2 separate regions of the Oryctolagus cuniculus genome follow, and region 1 is linked to region 2. The links are chromatin contacts, called in public Micro-C maps. All regions are on one chromosome and are shown on one strand. Each heading gives the region's core, a stretch centred on a gene start, on an enhancer-like site or on the middle of the called end of the contact. The rest is flanking DNA. Distances are from core to core; before and after follow the strand shown. Region 1 holds the start of PDGFD (platelet derived growth factor D). Region 2 has its middle 390 kb from the start of DDI1.

Region 1 (2,700 bases), core at 10-2,509, 530 kb before region 2:
ATTGCTGACTTCACTTCGTAAATATGAGAAACTGAAGTTCAGGAGGCCCAATAATTTGTTCTGGCTAGTAAGGGGGGGGGGGGTCTGGACTCACTTGGGCGTTTCTGGAACCCAGAGCCAGCCCCTCTGGACTGCCCGGTTTCCAGACAGAGGGAAGAGAGGGGATCTGCCTGCCTCTTTCCACGGGCAGTGAAGGCAGAGGAGCGCGAGACTCAGGGCACCTGCTCACCTTGCTCAGTCTATCCCTGCTCTACCCGACCCTGCACTGCAGCCCCCCTGTCCTGTACAGGGAGCGAGGGCAGGCATGGGAGCACCATTGATGTACCCTTGGCACTCCACCACTTTGAGTCATCACCAGGCATGCAGCCCTGGGCAGGGGAAAGGAAGCGCTGGCCTCATATCCTCGCTTCCAGACATTATCCTTGCCTCACCTGAAGTTACACTGTTTGGAGCCCACAAGGAAAAACCCGGAATCAAACTCGCTTGCAACAACATTTTTTCACCACACCTACAGAAGAATCTTGATGAAGTAGAATCCCATGTGGTTACTGTAAAAGACACTCTCCTCCCAATTCCATGCGTCCTCCCCAAATCCCAAGCCTCCAAGGCAAGAACCGTCTTGAAGGTGGACGCGAGAGTCACCTTTGGAGAAATACCCAGACTGTATTTTCTCCCACTTCCTCCTGGCCACTCCCCGCCGCCCCCACCCCCCCGTTGCCTTTCTGGTCCCACAACTAGGGTAAAGTCAAGGGCAATGAGCAGCGTCCTGGCCCCCTGTCAAACTGGGCATGCTCAGAGGCGGCAGAGGAGGTTTGGGCCGGGCCCGGGCAGCAGGGGTGCTTGCGCCGCTACTCCCAGCCAGAGAGAGCTGTCGGAGCGCAGGGACCACAGCCGCCGCCACCGCCCTGGGAGGACGCGGCTGCCGCGCTCGCCTGCCGGGCCGGCCGCGGCGCCGCCCGCTCCCTGCAGCCTGTGCTGCAGCTGCTGGCCACCGGAGGGGGCAAACAAACGTCAACCTGTTGTTTGTCCCGTCACCGTGTATCAACTCCGAGCACCAGCACAAGGAAGTGCGGCACGCACACGCGCTCGGAAAGTTCAGCATGCAGGAAGTTTGGGGCGAGCTCGGCGACTAGCAAGGCGGCCCGGGCCAGCGCGCGGCGAGCGCAGGCGGCGAGGGGCACGGCGGCTCGGCGTCCGTCCCAGGAGCGGAACCCGGCTTTTTCAGGGAGCGACACTGACCCGAGGTCGCCAATCCCAAATGCACCGGCTCATCCTCGTCTACACTCTAGTGTGCGGAAACTTCTGCAGCTCTCGGGACACTTCGGCCACCCCGCAGAGCGCATCCATCAAAGCTTTGCGCAACGCCAATCTCAGGCGAGATGGTAAGAGGAGCCGTTTTCTTTTTTAATTAAGGAATAGAAATCAGGTTTGCTGTTGTCCTCATTGTTTTCTGCATGTGTTTTCTCCTTTTGGAGTCTTGCCTATGAGCCCAGGCAGAACGCCGCGTTCGGGAAGGGAGGATCCCGTGCCTGTCCTAAGTCCTGAGAGAGTCCCTTGTTCCGGAATGGGACTGAGGAGAAGTGGACATGTGCAGGTGGAATAGGTCAGGACAGGCGGTATCTTGCTGCACCCCAGAGAAATCATTCTCGTCTCCAGGAGTCTGATACCAGGATGCGGGCGCCTTATCCCAGACTTGGAGAAAGTTGCACGCTGTGCCGCCCCTGGGGCAAGCTCTTAACCTTTTGAAAAATCGGGCCTTGGTGATAGGTAGAGGGACTCAAGAGTGCCATTCTTCGGCTGGTTTATTATTTATTTATTTATAATGCGGAGGCGAGGGATAATGCGTTTCAGTGGAGCGACTGTACTTTAAGCTCAATTTTCAGAACAAGGTGTTGGGCAGCAAGCATGTTGCCGGCTCAGCCCCTTAAGGGACTTTCACGTTGGAGCTGAGTGAGCATGGTTCAGAAACTGAACCCAGGGCTTCTGGGGCTGCATCTGTGCTCCAGGGGGAGCTGGCTTCAGCTGTTACCTTTCTTGGCCCAAGCAGACTTTCCAACTGTTTGCAAGGAGTCAGGCTTTTGAAACAGCCATCCCAAGCCAGGTGCCCAGCAGGCATGCTTGTTTTCCTTTACTCTGGAGGACACCTGGGTCATTCACTCCCAGGGATTCTAAATTGAGTTTATTTACCTTCTGGGGCCTCTGCTGATATCTGAAGCTGATTTATTCTTCAATTCCCAGCTGCAGCTGATGGGCCCAGCGATTTGCAGCTGTTCCTGTCATGTACCTGAACTGACCCCTTGGTTTGGTCTTTTTGTTTGTTGCTACATTAAGGCTTTCTCTCTTGCTTGCTTCAAATTCTAATACACACAGCTATTCTTAATATTTGGCTGGCAACATTTAACTGTCTGACTTGGTAACTTCATATAAGTCATCTTATTACCTTATCAGTTGCTTTCTTGGTATGCTCTTAATTTGGACTTCATCAGAAGACTTTGGGACTTTGAAGAAAAAAAACTTTATTGTGCTCTCTGATGACAAGTAGACTCCGGATTTCATTGTGCTCAAGGCACTTGAAGTGATAGAGGTGGTGGCTGGGGAAGCGCAGAGTCACCTTACTTCATAAAAATGCTTTTGTATAAAATATTCCAGCAGTGCAGTTTTGATAATCCTTCATCTTAAAGCAAAAAAAGGTTCTTACTA
Region 2 (2,700 bases), core at 188-2,687:
GCACAGTGACTCTGGTTGTTGACTTAACAAATTAACACTCTTGTTTATGGCATCAGTAATCAACCTAGGCTCTTGTCATGAGCTGCCAAGGCTATGGAAGCCCCCCTGAGTTCACTGATTCTGATCATATTTAGACAAGGCCATGGTCAAAGTAGAAGTTCTCTCCTCCCTTCAGAGAAAGGTACCTCCTTCTTTGATGACCCATTCTTTCCACTGAGATCTCACTCGCAGAGATCTTTCATTTAGGTTTTTTTTTTCCCCAGAGTGTCTTGGCTTTCCATGCCTGAAATAGTCTCATGGGCTTTTCAGCCAGATCCACATGCCTTAAGGGCTGATTCTGAGGCCAGAGTGCTGTTTAGGACATCTGCCATTCTATGGGTCTGCTGTGCATCTCACTTCCCATGTTGGATCATTCTCTCCCTTTTTTATTCTATCAGCTAGTATTTGCAGACACTATTTTTTTATATGATCCCTTTGGTTCTTAGTCCTATCATTATGATCAATTGTGAACAGAAATTGATCACTGGGACTAATGAGATGGCATTGGTACATGCCACCTTGATGGGATTGAATTGGAATCCCCTGGTATGTTTCTAACTCTAGGGGGAGGACAGAACGCATCTGCTTGTTCACTCCCCAAACGCCCACAATAGCAGTGGCTGGGCCAAGCCATAGGTGAAACTCAATCCAGGGGCCAATGTAAGCGGTAGGATCTCACCTACTTGAGCTATCACCCGCTGTCTCCAAGGGTGCACACTAACAGGAAGCTGGATTCAGGATCCGAGCTGGGACAAGCACACCAGCACTCCAACAAGGGACATGAACATTTCCAACACCTTCGCAACTGTTGCAACCAACATCTGCTGCCAGTCTGTTCCTTAAGATGGGCAATAATTATATGTGTCTTGATTTTATGGAATTTCACCACGATGTATAATTATGATTTGTATACATTTCAATATATATCATAATGGAGTAAAAAGTTTATAAAAGGAAAAACAGGGCATGCGTAGTTCATTTGCCTCCAAGTAGCCACCTTGCTGAAGGGCTGTGGAGACATATGTACTCGTGTTTTAGGTAGGGAGCCTTTTGATAGAGGAGAAAGCCAACTTTCATGGACTTTCACTGAAGAACTTGAACCACATGTCCTTGCCTTAAACATCACTATAAGACCTTTGCAGAAGTGATGTTCTTGATTCTTCGCAGACAAAAAGAAGCAAAATTAACTTCATAGATTTTTATCAGGCTTTTAGTGGAGCAGGAGAAAGGAGGTTGGTGTTTATTAATGGAAAAATACAGGTCCAAAGGAGCAGTCACTTGCATTTTGAAGACTAAAAGACAAGCACAAACAGTGCATCCCCCTGACACTGGGCAGCTTAGGAGAGCTGAACTGAATTTCCTTCTCTCACATTCCTTTCCAAAAGCACTTTGCCATGAGAGTATTTCCTAGAACTGGAGAGTCACAGCTGTGGCAAAGACCTTTGGCCTGAAACGTTCTTGGCACTTGAGCTGCAGCAGTTTGCACTGGAACACATGAGTTGGTGCGCGGCTGTGTGCACCAGGAAAGGAACACTGCACTGGCATCTGTAAAGGATGGGGGACTGTGGGGCACCAGGCAGGACAAGCCTTTGCCTTCTCTTCTCTATGCGGATGCCATTTGTTTCTCCCCTTGGCATTAAAGAGAAACTCCACTTTATAAGAATCACACTGAACATGTGTACAGTGCAATGCCATTAAAAACATTCTTGGCGTGTTGTAAGTTACACTGACGTGAATTTCTGCGAGCCCAGCCTCTTCTGCAATTTCTGTTCTGGGTGCACTGCAGGAGGCTGGAACTCTGCTTTGTCTGGATCCGCGGTCATTAGTGTAGTGTGCTTTGATCACCCCCTGGTGTTGGATGTGTGGAAACGCAACAATGTCTGACCTTGAGTCAAAGCGAATCCATGAAAGCTATAGGTGGATTGATGAACCTGGAAGACTATGCATAAGGGATCCAAAAGACTACATCACCCCATAAACAATCTATTTATGATGGAGGAGGGGAGAGAGGGTGCTCACATGGAAGAGGGATTTTTCCATAGTCATGCCTGCAATTTGGCAAGCTAGAGAAGCCAGTCTTTAAAGCACATGGTGATTGGGTACTCTGGCACTTAGGTGACACAGGACATCTGCATGCATGGGCTGCTACCTGCCGGGAGTCCAGGAGGAGCAGCACCTGATAGGGAGGCAACAGTTGCAGTGTGTCTTCCTCTTCAGGCTGCACATTGCAGAAAGCATTGCTTGAGAGGAATGAATCCATCTATAAAATAGACTATAGGCCGGTGCCGCGGTTCAATAGGCTAATCCTCTGCCTGCAGCGCTGGCACACGGGGTTCTAGTCCCAGTCCGGGAACCGGATTCTGTCCCGGTTGCCCCTCTTCCAGGCCAGCTCTCTGCTGTGGCGTGGGAAGGCAGTGGAGGATGGCCCAAGTCCTTGGGCCCTGTACCCGCATGGGAGACCAGGAGAAGCATCTGGCTCCTGGCTTCAGATCAGTGCGGTGCACCGGCCACAGCGCGCTGGCCACGGCAGCCATTGGAGGGTGAACCAACAGTAAAGGAAGACCTTTCTCTCTGTGTCTCTCTCTCTCTCTCACTGTCCACTCTGCCAGTCAAAAAAAAAAAAAAAAAAAAAAAGACTACAGGCCACTCCCTGAAAGTCAC

The links. A called contact is a pair of places that touch in the nucleus more often than the background predicts.
Region 1: a Micro-C map of ear pinna shows a contact between it and region 2, with 11 times the contacts expected there. The contact joins the promoter of PDGFD here to the enhancer-like site in region 2. A contact is called at or near these places in 2 of 6 Hi-C or Micro-C datasets (ear pinna and embryonic fibroblasts).

Annotation. Positions count from the first base shown.
Region 1 is chr1:95,907,744-95,910,443 of mOryCun1.1, reverse strand. It overlaps PDGFD (platelet derived growth factor D), which reads left to right and starts at 1,259. Exons shown (of 7, transcript NM_001195762.1): 1 at 1,259-1,382. The coding sequence starts at 1,259.
Region 2 is chr1:95,381,973-95,384,672 of mOryCun1.1, reverse strand. No RefSeq gene overlaps it. Among named protein-coding and RNA genes, the nearest start is that of DDI1, 390 kb to the left of the region's middle. Within about 2 kb of position 1,437, at least 1 of the 8 cell types and tissues checked has an H3K27ac peak or open chromatin away from gene starts, as enhancers often do.